Regions from separate parts of the Zea mays genome. Here region 2 is linked to region 1. A link is a contact called in public Hi-C data. All regions are on one chromosome and are shown on one strand. The core of a region is the stretch at or near the end of the contact, and the rest is flanking DNA. Distances in the headings are between cores, read along the strand shown. Region 1 holds the start of LOC103647030 (60S ribosomal protein L3). Region 2 has its middle 75 kb from the start of LOC100281622.

What was found. Hi-C and Micro-C count contacts between places; a contact is called where the count stands out from the background.
Region 2: a Hi-C map of ear shows a contact between it and region 1, with 2.8 times the contacts expected there. The contact joins the enhancer-like site here to the promoter of LOC103647030 in region 1. A contact is called at or near these places in 3 of 25 Hi-C or Micro-C datasets (ear, leaf and tassel).

What each region holds. Positions count from the first base shown.
Region 1 is chr2:142,998,400-143,002,660 of Zm-B73-REFERENCE-NAM-5.0, reverse strand. LOC103647030 (60S ribosomal protein L3) reads right to left here and starts at 2,733. Exons shown (of 6, transcript XM_008671603.4): 1 at 2,619-2,733; 2 at 2,362-2,469; 3 at 1,856-1,966; 4 at 1,230-1,534; 5 at 394-803; 6 at 1-307. The coding sequence starts at 2,446. The coding sequence ends at 49.
Region 2 is chr2:143,277,448-143,282,041 of Zm-B73-REFERENCE-NAM-5.0, reverse strand. No RefSeq gene overlaps it. Among protein-coding and RNA genes, the nearest start is that of LOC100281622, 75 kb to the right of the region's middle. Within about 2 kb of position 3,186, at least 7 of the 20 cell types and tissues checked have an H3K27ac peak or open chromatin away from gene starts, as enhancers often do. A contact at or near this core is called in ear and tassel, where this site is marked.

The DNA of each region.
Region 1 (4,261 bases), core at 1,484-3,983:
CAGTTTGATGATTTTGACAAATGGGACTTGTCGCTGCACCGCAGCACCTTACGCCTTGAGCTTACCAAAGAACCTCTGCTTCTCATCGGTAGTCTGGAAGCGACCATGCCCAAATTTGGACGATGTGTCGATGAACTTGAGCTTGATCTCCTCCAGCGCCAGCCGGGAAGTCTGCTTCAGGAGGGACTGGCGGAGGGTCACCACCCTCTTCTTTGGACCCACACAGCATCCCTTGATCATCAGGTAGTCACCCTTCACGATACCATAGTGGGGGAAGCCACCCATGGGAGTGATGTCCTTCTCGGTCCTGCAAATGGCAGCAATCCGTAACCAACAAGAGCAACAAAGGTAAACAGATTGTGCAAGTTAGTACAAGAAGCTCAGAAATAGTACCTGTCAAACTCTGTGGAGGCATCGTGGGTCTCTTGTCCAGCCTTGCCGATCTTGTAAACTTTCTTGTTCATCTCGGTGCGGTGGTGGTACCCGTTCTGACCAGCACGGGCAACTGTATAGGAGACCCTAGCAGGATGCCATGCACCGATACAAGCAACCTTGCGGAGACCCCTGTGGGTTTTGCGGGGAAGGCGGGTGACACCCCAACGAGTGACCACGCCCTCATAACCTTTACCTTTGGTCACACCAATGATGTCAATCATCTCATCCTTCTGGAAGACAGCATCAACAGGGACCTCTTTCTCAAAAAATTTGTAGCCGTAGTCCACCTTGTCAGCAATGGTACCACCATTGACCTGAATCTCCATCAGGTGAGCCTTCTTCTGTTTCAAACCCTTCATCTTCCTAATCTAAAAGAAACAAATACACAAGAGGTGAGAGTTGGCTAATACCTAGTGCCTCAGAAAAAAATAATCAATTTTCAATTATATGAAAGATAGACCTACTTCCCTCCAGGCACTGAGGTACAATAGAAGTTGAAATTTAAAAACAAGACAAGGTTGTAACATCACAGAAGAACTCAACATGATCATTGATAGATAATACAATGGAAGTTGAAACTTAATACAAGAGTTGTAACATATAATATATATATATATATATAAAGAAAATAAAAATGGTCATTTACATGTAAATGTTCATTTGACTACACAAAGATTGCATAAGCAGGAATAATGAAGCCAAATAAAAGACCAATAGTAATTGCATTATCAATCATTAAGAAACTTTGTTCCTACAAACATGAATGAGCAACAAAGCACAATTAAGCTTCTTACCTGGGTATGAGCAATGACACGGATAACAGAAGCATATTTCTTCATCTTCTCAAGCTGCAGCTGAATTTCCTTCTTGCCAGCATCATTTTCATATTTGAGAGCATACTTTGTGAAAGCCTTCTTCTTGCTCTTGCACCAGTTCTTGTAGAACCTTCTCCTCACTTCTTCGCTAAGATGTTGGGCCCAAACAGAGTTGAGTGTGCGGAGGCCACGAGGAGTCTTCACATATGCCACGAGCCCAACAATGACAAGAGGAGGGGTTTCAATGATGGTAACAGCCTCACAAGTTTCCTTCTTATGGAGTTCTGAAGAAATCAAGTAGGAAGAGCAGTTACAATAATGGAGTGAAATGGTATCCATGTACTTGAGATTCATGGGTGCAAGCAGTTGTGGATATTCAAACAGAAAAAACTGTTGTTTTGAGTAAGTCTATGGGCCTGTGAAGAAATAGTTGTGTGGCTTATCATCTAAAGTTAAGTGCCCACAAATTCATAAAAAACTAAAAACTGCTGGTCAGAAACCTGTGAAGAAATAGTTGTGTTGTTACAGTTCATTTTTCAGATATCAAAAAACTGGACTATGTGATCAACTTAATTGATTAATAAAAAAGAAGGGGGTGGACATACTGGATCCTGGCTTCTCAACCTCACGGACAATGTGAGTCATGCCAGCCTTGTAGCCAAGGAAGGCAGTGAGATGGCAAGGCTTCTTGGGGTCATCCCTGGGGAATGACTTCACTGCAAAAACAGGAAAACTAGTATCAAATTTTGGACATTAAGTAAACCTGCCAAAGGAATATGCATACCATACTAAACAGGTAAAAGCACTTAACACAGCATGGCTAAACAAACCATAGTTTAATATTCGCATCAACAATAATTCAATTGTACAGCACGTTTTCAGATTATACATAATGTTGGATTGAACTTATATGCAATAGACAATCCTTCACTGACGGAAGACAACCCTATGAAAATTATTACTTTAACACCACTAGCGGAGTACAGGTTGTTTAAATAGAAGGAAGATAAATAATACTTCAAGTTCTAAATGCTGAAGGGTAGAACATTTCAGATGACATGAATCGGGACAAGGCAAGCGAACAAGGAGGGAGTAAGAGATGCGCGCGTACCCTTGCCGCGGTGGCGGGAGGAGCGCTTCCTGGGAAGGAAGCCGAGGGAGCCGTGCCTCGGGTGCTCGAACTTACGGTGCGACATCCTGCCCTCCTCCTCTTCCTTACCTGCAGGAGATCACAACAAGCCCATCAGATCCGACGCGAGCTCAACATGGGCGGCTCGCCGCGCGGCGACGAAATGGCCGCCGACGGCGAGCAAGGCGAGTCGAGGTGGGAGGAGGAGATGACGCCGGCGGCGGATTCCTTATATTCACCTGAAGGGGGTGGCGGCGCGGAAGTGAGGAGCCACAATGCTCGTAAACCCTAGGAGAGGTTAGTTATATAAAGGGGTCCCGGCCCTACGGTGACCTTCTGAGTTGAGGTAAGGTAATGTGGGCTCGGCCCAGTACTCCCTTTAAAATATGGGTTGTCCACTCTTATTTGAAAATGTCCCTATATTTCGTTTTACTACCTCACTGATATAGTTCTACTTTATTATAATGTCAAAAACGCAGCGTGTGTTTGAACAACGGATATATTGTTACAAAAGAATCCAAAAAGAGCTTATCATTTTTGTGTAATTCTTATGGTTGATGTTGGCACGACAGTGCTGAGGATATGGTATCCTCAGGCTATTGGCTTGAATCAGGTTTAGTAGCATTATTGACATCCTTATCCTAATTGTCAACATTTTGAACAGGACTATGTATTTTTCGTTATGGTCGTATTGGAATTGGGCAGCGAGTCTCATCCTCTCAAAAGAAAAATATATATCGGCTGAGGATATTGGGAGTCATGTGCTTCCAATAGGATACAGGAAGCTCCAGCCACACCTAGCACGAGACCAGCCTGGCCGCTAGCTTTGCTCGTGCATGTGTCTCATTCCTTGCATGTGCACAGTTTGTTTCTATTTGCATGCGCGAGAAATTAGGATTAACTGCTGGATGCATGAAAATAAAAAAATCTAATTGAATGCTTTATTCCGTCCATAAATATAGGATATCTATAACAGCCATGTAGCAAGGCTCGTTACAAACATTTTATGATATATATAATACTAATTATACTACACAGTGTAGATATTTATGCAATACGGGACGCTTGTAGAAAATCAGTTTTCTGCTGCATAAGCACAAATTTAGTATGGCAAAAATGTGCGTTGAGAGGAAGTGGATTGACATGCATGGAAACAAAAAATATGATTTAAATGATTTATTTTCCCCGTAATTATAGGATCTCTCCAACACCAATGCAGCTAGGCTCGTTGTAACCAGTTTATGACATATATTGATACTAATTATGTTATACGATATATATATTTATACAGTGTGTCACACCACATAAAAAAATTGTTTTCTGCTGCATGCGCACAAATTTAAGATGACAAGAATGCGCATTGAATGGAAATGGATTGGTGTGCATGGAAACAAAAAAACTGATTTAAATGCTTAATTTCCTCCATACATATATGATCTCTTCAACAACCATAGATCTAAGCTCGTTAAAACCAGTTTATGATATATACTGAGACTAATTATAGTACACGGTGAAGGTATTTATGCACTGCGGTACACTGTGTTCAAAATCTGTTTTCTATTGCATGCGCACAAATTTAGGATGACAAGAATGTGAGCTGAAATGCAATGGATTGGCATGCATGAAAACAAAAATCTGATTTTTCAATGCTTTATTTTGTCCATCTCTCCAACAGTAATGCAGTTAGGCTCGTTAGAACTAGTTTATGATATATACTGTCGGAGAGAAAATCCTCCGGCCGGCCGGCGGAATGCACCCGCCCTAATGATAGTCGCCTAGAGGGGAGGGGTGAATAGGGCGAAACTGAAATTTACAAATATAAACACAACTACAAGCCGGGTTAGCGTTAGAGATATAAACGAGTCCGCGAGAGAGGGCGCAA
Region 2 (4,594 bases), core at 1,937-4,436, 280 kb before region 1:
GAGAGGTTTTGGCGCCCGGTTCGTGTGATGTCGTGGCCGTCGGAGGAGCGCTGGAGCCTGGCGGAGGGACAGCTGTCGGGGCTGTCGAGTCCTTGCTGACGTCCTCTTGCTTCCGTAAGGGGGCGTAGAGCTGCCGTCGTCAGGGAGCGTGCAGGGCGCCATCATTGCCTATCTGGCGGAGCGAGCCAGATGGGACGCCGGTCTTGTTCCCCATAGCCTGAGTCAACTTGGGGCAGGGTATTGATGGCGCCTCCCGTTGACGTGGCCGGCCCGCGCCCTAGGTTGGGCGATGTGGAGGCTCCTCCGAGGTCGAGGTCGAGTCTGTCTTCCGTGGCCGTGGTCGAGTCCGAGCCCCTGGGTCGGGCAAGGCGGAGACCGTCGGCTGAGGCCAGGGCTGAGTCCGAGCCCTGGGGTCGGGCGAAGCGGAGTTCGTCGTCTTCTGGGGCTGAGCCTAAGTCCGAGCCCTGGGTCGGGCGGAGCGGAGTTCGTCGTCTTCCTGGGCTTAGCCCGAGTCCGAGCCCTGGGTCGGGCGGAGCGGAGTTCGTCGTCTTCCGGGGCTTAGCCCGAGTCCGAGCCCTGGGTCGGGCGGAGCGGAGTTCGCCGTCTTCCGGGGCTGAGCCCGAGTCCGAGCCCTGGGTCGGGCGGAGCGGAGTTCGCCGTCTTCAGGGGCTGAGCCCAAGTCCGAGCCCTGGGTCGGGCGGAGCGGAGTTCGCCGTCTTTCGGGGCTTAGCCCGAGTCCGAGCCCTGGGTCGGGCGGAGCGGAGTTCGCCGTCTTCAGAGGCTGAGCCCAAGTCCGAGCCCTGGGTCGGGCGGAGCGGAGTTCGCCGTCTTCAGGGGCTGAGCCCAAGTCCGAGCCCTGGGTCGGGCGGAGCGGAGTTCGTCGTCTTCTAGGGCTTAGCCCGAGTCCGAGCCCTGGGTCGGGCGGAGCGGAGTTCGCTGTCTTAAGAGGCTGAGCCCAAGTCCGAGCCCTGGGTCGGGCGGAGCGGAGCTTCCTATGGCGCCTGAGGTCGGGCCTGACTGCATGTCAGCCTCACTCTGTCAGGTGGCACTGCAGTCGGTGCGGCGCAGGCGGCGCTGTCCTTCTGTCAGGTCGGTCAGTGGAGCGGCGAAGTGACTGCGGTCACTTCGGCTCTGTCGACTGAAGGGCGCGCGTCAGGATAATGGTGTCAGACCACCTTTGCATTAAATGCTCCTGCGATTTGGTCAGTCGGCGCGACGATTTGGTCAGGGTCGCTTCTTAGCGAAGACAGGGCCTCGGGCGAGCCGGAAATGTGTTCGTCGCTGGAGGGGGGCCTCGGGCGAGACGGAGATCCTCCAGGGTCGGCTGCCCTTGTCCGAGGCTAGGCTCGGGCGAGGCGTGATCGAGTCCCTCGAATGGACCGATCCCTGACTTAATCGCACCCATCAGGCCTTTGCAGCTTTATGCTGATGGGGGTTACCAGCTGAGAATTAGGAGCCTTGAGGGTACCCCTAATTATGGTCCCCGACATATATACTAATATATACTAACATTAAAAGATGGCAAAGTTCAGTTAAGCATTTACTTAACAAGCAGATATATATTTAACAAGCATAAAATCATGGACTTCTGAGTACCCTTATGGTTGTAGCTATAGGAGTACAATTTGTCCAGACTCCAGACATTATTATTTGTCTGATTGAGATGTAGAGATTGTCTAGGACCAAAGGAACTTTGCATTTGAGACTTACAGACTTCAAAATGCCAGTTTCAGATTTCTACTTACCGAAAATATCTTATGTACATTCAGTTCACACTTGGCAACATGTTTCTGGTCATACTAGTACAATTCATAGAGATTACCAATACTTAGCTAGGATCAAGGGAACCTGGCATGGGAGGATTCAGGTAGATGGATGTAACATACACATTTTTTATATAATTGTGTTAAGCAAAAAAAAATCTTTTATATGACTGAACATGTTATTATGTAGCTTAGTTGTCTTGTCGATTTTTTTCATCCATCTGGCCTTATGATTCTCATGGATGCACATATGAATAGTTGTAAAAAACAAACATATATAACTGACTACTTATGAATAGTAGTTATCTTACAGTGAAAGCCAGTGAATTTTGACATCAGTGAGTACCATCAAATATTTGATTGGAGGTTCCAATGCAAAACAAGGGTGCTGCACGAAGTAATTGAACAAAAACACAAGATATCTGGATGCAAACAGAAAAAGAAGCACACTATTTTACAACTAACACAATCAGGAAACAGAAAAAAAATAAACAGATATGTACTTAACTACACACAATCAGGCCAACAACTAAACACACTCAGGAAATTAAGACTGTACAAATAAGCAAATATGTACTTAGAAATAGAGGAGTATGAGGTAAAGACTGGCCTGTGTATGAGGTATTAGCGAATCTAGGTCAAGCAGCAAATCTAGGTCAGGGGGAGATGACCTTGCAACAAGACCGAAGGATTAGTATAATCGAAGCAAAAAAAATACAAGAAAATATTAAAGAACAATAGATCTAGATGGGGGACAAACCTGAGAAGATGCGATTGTTGCTGCGGTGAGCTGATCTAGGATAGGGAAAGTGTTCACTCGCAGATGAGAGCCAATCGAGGTCGCAGGAAAAAGAAAGAGAAGGTCGGGTAAGTGCGAGCTCGTCCGCCGGGTCGAGAGAGAGCACGACAGCAGAAGAGAGAGGCGAGAGCAGCAGCTGCGGCAAACCCTAGCGTCCGCGGCTACGGCTGAGAGAGACGAGAGAGAGGCGAGAGCCGCAGCTCCGGCAAACCCTAGCCGTCGTCTGCGGGCGACGAGAGAGGCGAGAGAGAAGGCGTCAGCTGAGGCAAACCCTAACCAAAGTCGGGCCAGGCCGCACTGAAAACCTAGAAACCTCACGTTTGTACTCAGCCAGGCCTAAATTTGTTTCTGGCTCGCCTCAGCCAGACTGCCGAGCTAGGCCAGGCAACCAAACAAATCTACACTGTACAAAACAGGCCTGGTTATGGGTTGGGCCGGTCAACCAAACACATCCTATGTGTCTCGTGGTGGCCAACTAGACATGCTTATTTGGCCATCTGTAGCTGTAGCTGGAACCAAACGTGCGGTGAATCTCCGACGATCATGGCCGACGACGACTGGTTGATGGCGCCGATTCACGGGCTCACGCCCCACGTGCCTCGATCGGACATTAGGGCTCTCGTTTGGTTCACGGCCCACGCGTGTGCTCTCCTCGCAAGGCCGAGGCCAAAATTGCGTAGGGCGCTCTTGTGTGAGCATGGCAACAACTTCGGTCTTTTTTCAAGCATTTCTATATCAGCACAAAATGTTGTGTACGATCGTCTCCCACTTGTGGGGTCGTAAAAATCTTTTTAACAAACGTTTACAAGACATGGAAAATTCCCCCAAAAAATCAGAATATGCAGAGGGGATGACGGTTTACAAGCTTACAGAATTACTGGGCCATACTTGACTTCTTTTATCAGAAAAGAAATTTAGAAAGAGCAAAAGGAGAGGGGCGAAATTTCTTTCTCGCTGCAGCTAGACGCCCAACCACGTCGCGGAATACGACGTACGTCTTGACGTTCCCAGCGACAAATCGCTCTTCCTGTTGGCCTCGGTGACCGATGAGCTCTGGCCTGCACGCATTTTCTGAAGACGTTAGCAATGTCTGAAACTCTGAACAGAAGGGCAGCATAGTAGGCTCTTAACACCATGCAGCCGAGCAGAATGTGGCTCTGTGATGAACGTAGTTGAAGAACTCGCAGTTCACCCTGATCCAACCGCAGACATCGGCAGGCAAACGTGGAAACTGAAGACTGAAAACCTGAAGACGACGGACATAAAGGAGCAGCGTCCATTTTGTTTAACCTTCAGACACTTGCAGGAACCGTATGTTTTGATGTACTCATTGACATGACTGATCACCCTAGTGTTGAGGGTATATTGGAATGAAAACAGGGCAACTGATGAGTTGGACTTTCGGTGAGGGAGAGGGAGTCCAAGAAAGGGCGGACCTGGAAGTAGCTATTGCATCTTGGCATCCTAAATTATCTGCACGAGAGGACTGAGAATAGAAGGAACCTTTTTTTGAAGGAGTGTTACTTATAAGAAAGCCTAGGTTCAACAGAACAAAACACGAACCAGGAATTGGCCCCACTAACACACACCACTAGAGAGTTACAGGATAACAAAGGAAAAAGCGTTAAGCTCACACAAACACCCACACTCCCTTCCAGCCTCTACGCAACAAAGTATCAACCCACCCAACACCAGCTCGGCCTCAGATAACCTCGATGTCAGACACCTCTCCTAAGGCTGGTTGGAAATTACACAACCAATTCTTCAGGGAGCTGATCAAACACCTCACCTTCTCTAAATCCTTTTGCTTGAGGAGAGACTTCCATTTCTGCAGAAAAGATATGGCGTTATATAAGATCTCATGTGGGCTCTTAGGAAACCGCTTCTCCATCGCCATCCTATTCCGATTACACCACATGGCCCAAAACAGCCCTGCAAACTTGAAAATATAAAGGTTTTGGTCCCCAAAAAAAAAATCTTCCACCGATCTGGAGGGGGGTTCAGACCAAAGACAAGGTAAATGCAACCCCAC